2 separate regions of the Pelodiscus sinensis genome follow, and region 1 is linked to region 2. Evidence: chromatin contacts called from public Hi-C data. All regions are on one chromosome and are shown on one strand. Each heading gives the region's core, a stretch centred on a gene start, on an enhancer-like site or on the middle of the called end of the contact. The rest is flanking DNA. Distances are from core to core; before and after follow the strand shown.

Region 1 (3,575 bases), core at 562-3,061, 180 kb after region 2:
GCCCCAGCCTGGGGCCAGCAGACCCTGCCCCAGGGCACGGCCATGCACTTGCCAAGGAGGGGCCCATAGGGACACTGACCAGTCTTTTATGGCGGGTCCCCTTCCTAGGGCTGGAAACAAAGCCACACTAACGAGGTACAAACATCTTAGATGCCTCCTTTCCCGTGGGCTGGACCTGGCCCCCATTCCAGGGTGGCTGGCAGCTCCTGGGAGGCCACCTTGTCCTGGTGCGTGTGCACAAGAGCATGACCACAACCTCCACCGTGCACACCACAGCTCCGCTCCATCCGCCCCTGCCCAAACCTGCCTCGAGCAGGCGAGAGAGGGGGAGAGGGCAGCTGGAGCCCCAAGCTGGCTCCGTGATCAGATGCAGCTCAGAGGGTCACCGCCTCCTAAGCGGAGACGGCAGGATGTGGGTGTCTGCAGCTCTCACCCCCTGCAAGCTTTTTGCACCTGCTCAAAATCTCCTAGGCCGTGGAGCCAGCCGACGAGGGGGGGGGGGATTTGGGGGGGCGGGGTGTTAAGCAGCATTCCACCACTAACTCAGTGTCGCTCCTGCTGAGCAGTCGCCACCCCCCTGAAGTCTGACCCTGCCGCCCCTCCATCCAGATATCCAGGCAGCGTGGCTGCTGGACCAAATGGGGCTGTGCCCCATTGCCTGAGACGCTTCCCACATGGCACAGCCCAGGGGAGTTGCAGCGAACGCCGGCTGGCAGCCCTGCCCACGCACTGCAGTAAAAGAGGGGGGTGCCCAAAGGCCAGCAGGGACTGGAATTTGCCTCCCCACCGATCGCCAGAGAGCAGAGGCTCAGCATAGGGAGCCCAGCCAGCAGGGAAAGAGCCCTGGGGGTGCAGCCCGCAGCATTGACCTCTGGGCTTTGAGAGCAGCAGAATGCCCCTCAACCTTCACCTCCGGTTCATGGGGTACGGCTGCTGCACTGGGGAGCTGTGGTGTGCAGGGGCACGCTCGCCCCAGGGGCAAGAGGGGGCAAGTCTGGGCATTTGGGGGACGCAGGATGAGGGGCTGGCTTAGGGCAACAGGCAGAGGAACTCCTCAGGGCGAGTGCCGTCAGCCCCCAAATACCAGCCCCAGAGCAGTCTCAGCCACTTGGAGCTGGCAGGGGCTGCCTGGAATCCACAAGTGAGGAGACACTAGGGCCCCCCCAAGAACTCCACTCCCCACCCCCCAGGGAGCTCTGAAGAAAGCCATGGGCACTTGTGGGGGGGTGGGTTCCTCAGAATCAACCCTTCTTCCCCCGCTGCTCCCCGCGCCTCAGCTACTAACCTTGCTTCTGCTTCATGGCGGTGGCCAGAGTGCAAGGTACGGGCTGAAGTGGCAGGGAAGCTGGTTCCCCGCCTCCTTTAAGAATGCGGAGGTTTAATGTTTAAACAAAGCCAAGTCTCCCTTGCACCCATGGAACTCGGTGCCCCTCCGCCGAGCCCTCCCGGGTCTCACCTCGGCCAGCCCAGCAGCCGCGGGACCTGGGAGTGAACGGACCTGGCCAGGGTCACGCAGCGAGGCAGTGGCACAGCCAGGGAAGGGACCCAAGAGTTCAGGCTCCCCCCCGCCTCGGGAGAGAAAAAGAAACCAGGAATCCAGGCTGCCAAGTTCCGGCTCGCCTGCCCGCCCGTCTCTGTGGCCCTCCAATCCCCACCCTCCGCTGAGGCTGCTTGATGGTCCCTGCTCCCGAGGATCAGCCCAGGGACCCCCAGACACAGGCCACCAGAGGAACCACTCTAATTAGTGGCCCAGGCTGGCGTGGGGAGGGAGCCCGGGAGAGGGACGATTCTGTTGTCCGTCCCTCCGCCCTGCAATCCCCGGCCCTTCCCTTCTCCCTCGACTGCATCCAGACTGTGCCCCCATGTGCATGGCACATCCCAGCCCCTGCTGTCCTCAAAAAGCCCCCCACCCCGCCCGTCCTGACGTCACAGTAGGGGTGGGAGCAGGTAGCACTCCCCACATGAGCGGGGGGAGATGCAGCATGGGCTCCAGCCCCCAGCACCTTTGGGAAGGCCACAACCCCGCAGGAACAGATCAGCATGGGAACCGCTCGTGTTGGTGGAAACAAAGTGGTTTAATTTCATGGCTACACACAACAGTGTCCAATACCGTGAGCAACCTCCAGAGCTGCTCCCCCCGTCAGGCCTCACGTGGCCCTGTCCGCAGCCCAGAGCGAGGGTGCAAAATACACACACACACACACCGACTCAACTAGGTGTAAGCCCCCCACCGCCAACACACACACACACACACACACACACACACACACACACACACGCACACGCACCTCCTCCCCGCAGCACTTCCATCTGCTTTCCCTCCTTGTCCGCTGCCTTCGCCTGCTTCATCACCCTCCCAGACTCCCTGCTCCCGCACCCCACGGTCTCGGATTTTGCCACCCCAACTCGCAGGAGGAGCTCCCAGGGCCCGATTCCCCTGCGCCATCAGCGTCAAATGCTCCCTGATCAGAATGGGCGCGCTCGGAAGCCCCCGGGCCTCGAGGAAATGACACCGTACGGTCTAGGAGCCTCATGCCCTCGGCTGCTCACTGGCTCTCAGCCCTTTGGTGCCCTGCCTCCGTACAAACCTGCCCCGTGCTCAGCCTGACCCTGCCATTCTCAGCCCTAGAGAGTTCAGACTGCAGCCCCCTAAGCCTTGCAACCAGCATGGCTCGCTGGGGGCAGAGCCAGGGACCCCCAGCTGTGCCAACGGCTGCTTGCTGTCTGGGAACAGCAGGGCGGCTCCCTGCCGGAGGCACGGGGCAGCTCGTGGCGATGCTGCTTTGCGGCAGTTCTACCTGGGCCCGGCGGAGACCGCACGCAAGAGGGCAGGACGCAGAGCCTCGGGGCGCTCCAGGAAGAGGGGCCAGGAACTGCTTGGGAAGCAGCCCAGTGAATCCTAGCACGGGGCGGGTCCCGGAGATCCGTGCAGGCGGGATCCAAGCGAGAGCACGATGGGGCCGTCTGAAGCCGGGGCCAGTGCTGTGCAAGCTTCCCCCTCGCCCTCCCAGCAGCCGCTCTGACCACATACCTCCAGGGGCAGCCTGCTTTTTTTCCAGGCCTCAGTCAGCTGTCCTGGCCCTGTGGCTTCTCCCGATTAGACCCCCACCCCCCCGACTCTGTAGAGCCGCAAGTAACCTCTGCTCCCAGCAGAGTCCCCAACGTCTTCTCCTCAGTGTTCCCAGCCACCCAAGCAAACGCTGCTGTGGGGGAAATGGTTCGGAGTGACCCCCTCCAGCACTCCTCTACCCCTATACCCGCCCCTCCTGCTGGGACGCGAGGCCCCCGAGAGAGGCGAGGGGGGCGCTAGTGGGTCCCCTGCTGGATTTTAACCAGCATCTTCTTGACTTGGCTCTCCACCCGCAGGAACTTGGCTTTCTTCCAGGGGTTGCCGGTCTGCCGGCGGCTGCACTCCAGGTCCTGCAGCAGCCGGGCGAGGTGCTGCTGGACCCGCTCGCGGTCCCAGATGGGCAGGTTCTTCTGCACCACGCTCAGGATGAGGGCCCAGTCGTCGGAGACGTCGGTGCCCGCCGTGAGGAACACCAGCACCTGGACACCGTCGCGGTCCCTGCGCA
Region 2 (3,588 bases), core at 429-2,928:
TGCGTTGGGCCCCCCAAAACTAGCGCACAGCACCTGTGAACCCCAGCACTGAGACAGGACTGCGTTGGCCCCCCAAAACTAGCACACAGCACTTGGGAACCCCGGCACTGAGACAGGACTGCGTTGGGCCCCCCAAAACTAGCGCACAGCACCTGTGAACCCCAGCACTGAGACAGGACTGCGTTGGCCCCCCAAAACTAGCACACAGCACTTGGGAACCCCGGCACTGAGACAGGACTGCGTTGGGCCCCCCAAAACTAGCGCACAGCACCTGTGAACCCCAGCACTGAGACAGGACTGCGTTGGCCCCCCAAAACTAGCACACAGCACTTGGGAACCCCGGCACTGAGACAGGACTGCGTTGGCCCCCCAAAACTAGCACACAGCACTTGGGAACCCCGGCACTGAGACAGGGCCGCGTTGGCCCCCCAAAACTAGCACACAGCACTTGGGAACCCCGGCACTGAGACAGGACTGCGTTGGCCCCCCAAAACTAGCACACAGCACTTGGGAACCCCAGCACTGAGACAGGACTGCGTTGGGCCCCCCAAAACTAGCGCACAGCACTTGGGAACCCCGGCACTGAGACAGGGCCGCGTTGGCCCCCCCAAAACTAGCGCACAGCACTTGGGAACCCCAGCACTGAGACAGGGCCGCGTTGGCCCCCCAAAACTAGCACTCAGCTCTTGAGAACCCCAGAACCGAGACATGACCCTGCCCCCCTCACTACAGCACAGTGCCTGGGATCCTGGCACCAAGATGTGACCAGGTCCCCCCAAAGTAGCGCACAGCACCTGGGAACCAATGCGCTCAGACATGCCCGTGTCTCCCCACCCCCACATACACACACGTGCACTGCACCTGGGAATCCCGGCTTCGAGAGGTCCCGGCATCCTCCCCAGCAGCACACATGCCTGGACAGGGTTCCCTGGAAGCTGAGCACGGGGGAAGCCACCCAGGGGAGATTTCAAAGCCACCCAGCTGATTAGCAGAGCGCCCAGAGCCGGCAGCCTGTGTTTATACGGGTGGTGCACATCTGCACATGCCGCCTGCACATAAAATTTATTCCACACATGGAATTCCCTGCACCAAGACATGACCTGTTCCTCCCCCTAGAGCACGTCTGGGAACCCAGCACCTAGACAAGACCCGTTTCCCGCCCCCCCCCCCAACGTCTGGGAACCCCAGCGCCAAGAGGTGACCGTGTCCTGTCCCGTCCCATCACCACCCCTCCCCGAGCACCTGGGAACCCCGACACAGACGTGACCCCTTTCTTCCCCCTCATCCCTGCGACATTATAGCTCACTCCCTTTGCAACAGCCCCTTATTGGCAAGTCTCAGGAGCAGGGGAAAAGCGGCACTGCCTTTCAGAAGGAGCCCCAACCCGCAGCCGACGGCGGGCAGCGGGGGCGTTTGCAGGAATTCCGTTCTGTCGTTCTAGTTGTGGTGCGTACAACAACTGAATGACACGAGAAACGTGTTAACACAATACGCGGGTGTGTACTTACATTATTTACAAAGGTCCCTTTCGCTCGGCCCAGCCTCCCTGGCGCGCTGTTGCCTCCGTGCGGTACACGCCCGTCTTGAACCGTGGCAGCGGATCCTGGGGTGGGACGAAACACGGGAACACAGTCATCAGAAAGCTGATGAATTTGGGTGTGTTTTCTTAGCGGCACGGGAGCAGGGCGAGGCGGGGTCTAAAACTCGAAGGAAGTGCCTTTGCACGGACCCGTCAGGCACGGAAACCACTCCTGCAGCCATCTGTAAGCAATACGCTTGGGTTGAAGTCACGTCTTACAAAAAAGCGCAAGTGAGTAACCTCCAAATGACACAGACTTTCCAGTGCATGTCAGCAGGAGGGGGGGCGAGAATTCCTTCGCTGTTATTTACGTCTGGCAGCGGTGGGGGCCTTGTGACCTGTGTCAGTGCTGGGGAAATCAGGCAGATGGGCCATCCCAGCCCAGTCCTGCTGGGTGTTCCCCCTGCCTGGAAAGGCTGCCTCCGAGAACCGCTCAGTCCACCGGGCCCATTCTGCTCGCTGGCATCACTGGCAGGCACGGGGCCGAGCAGTGAGAGGGAGACAGGACTCAGAGCATCCGAGGTCTGTCTCCAGCTCGGCTGCAGATGGTCTGGAGGCGTCGTGTGACTGCCCCCTGCCTCAGTTTCCCCATGCGTGCAGCGAGGATGACCTGCCTCCCCAGAGGGTGGTGAGGATCAGCGTAGGGCTGAAGGCACTAGGCCAGCACAGCGAATGCCGGCTGCCAATTCCTGCCAGCGGGGCTTTTTGGTGAAGGGGGACACCTCTCCCATGGGGCGCTCCTTGGAGTCACAAATTCCCTGGGCCCAGAGCCCCCTACCTGGCTGCTTCCCCCCCAGTCGACTTCACGTGTACGGCAACAATCAGGGAAATGACTTCAATGAGCTCCACCTCAGGCACCATGTCCCCCGCTCCAGCGATGGGGGAGAGAGCTGCCCCGCTCTGGCTGTCCTGGGGATCTCCTGGCCTGCTGGCAGCAGTGCTCCTCTGTATCCATCTGCAGGGCTAGCCGGGGCATATCCCCTGGGATTGCAGACACTCTCCAGTCAGACCCAGCTCCCCGAGCTCAGCATGCCCTGGAACTGGGGAGCCCCAGGCCGGGGGTGGATGAGCCAAAGGGGGCTTTCCAGCCAGCCTCCGGGTGGAAAACTCCAGCCCATGAGGCTCAGGCCCCTGGCTGCGCCCTCAGTGTTGCTGCTGTCTGGTCAACTCGCCGGCCGCCCAAGGAGAAGCCTGCAGCGACGTGGGGCGTGAGAGAGGCAAGTGAGCCAAGTGAAAGTCTCCCGTGGCCTCTCGAGCTGGCTGTGGCCCGTGGCGTTCCGCAGTCGCATGGGGAAAGCGGTTGTGCGTTGTGGGAAGGCGTGAGCCCAGCGTGCGCGCCCGCCACACGTGTGTGTTGTGCTGACGAGTGCCTGGCGCGTGTGCTCAGTGCTGGCCTGGATGTGCGTGGGGCCTGTGGGTTAGGGGCGTGTCCGTGGGCAGCGGGGCTGCGTGTGGTGTGGGCTTGCTGCTCGTGTGTGTGACGTGTCCGGCAACAATCGGCGTGTGGAGAGTGTGTTGGGGAGGGGAGGTTAGTTCCTCATTACACCATATAGCAGAACCAAACGGTCCTCACGCCCTTTACTCTGCCCCTGCTGTGCATCTTTGCTCCCGTACCTTCAGCTTCTCCTCCTCCGAGGCCTTCCACAAAACCCCCGCGCGGCCCAGACCTCACAGTGCTCCCCTCAAAGAGCTGGGATCCCTGCTTGCCTCGCATCCCCCCTCCTTCCCCAGCCCTGCCTCTGGGCTCTGCTCACTCCCGAGAAATCCCCACAAACATGAGCCAGCCCGGCTCCCCATCGCACGAAGACTGGCCTGTCCGTCCACAACACGGAGGGACGGACAAATTCATCCCCTTCTCCCTCCCCTTCCCAGCCATCCCCCCCTTTTTCTTTGCCTCTATCCCTGGGGGGGTGTTAAGCGCAGGGAGGTGTCACGTCAGGTCTGTGGGTCTGTCTCTCCCTCTCTCCTCCCACTGGTTACAGCATTTCCGACACTGGGAGTTTTTTCCC

What was found. Hi-C and Micro-C count contacts between places; a contact is called where the count stands out from the background.
Region 1: a contact with region 2 is called in a Hi-C map of liver, with 6 times the contacts expected there. The contact joins the promoter of NHERF4 here to the promoter of C1QTNF5 in region 2. A contact is called at or near these places in 3 of 5 Hi-C or Micro-C datasets (liver and an unstated tissue).

What each region holds. Positions count from the first base shown.
Region 1 is chr26:6,087,906-6,091,480 of ASM4963464v1, forward strand. NHERF4 (NHERF family PDZ scaffold protein 4) reads right to left here and starts at 1,812. Exons shown (of 9, transcript XM_075909761.1): 1 at 1,286-1,812. It overlaps NLRX1 (NLR family member X1), which reads right to left. Exons shown (of 8, transcript XM_075909754.1): 8 at 2,029-3,575. The coding sequence ends at 3,307.
Region 2 is chr26:5,908,617-5,912,204 of ASM4963464v1, forward strand. C1QTNF5 (C1q and TNF related 5) reads left to right here and starts at 1,679. Exons shown (of 4, transcript XM_075909524.1): 1 at 1,679-1,810.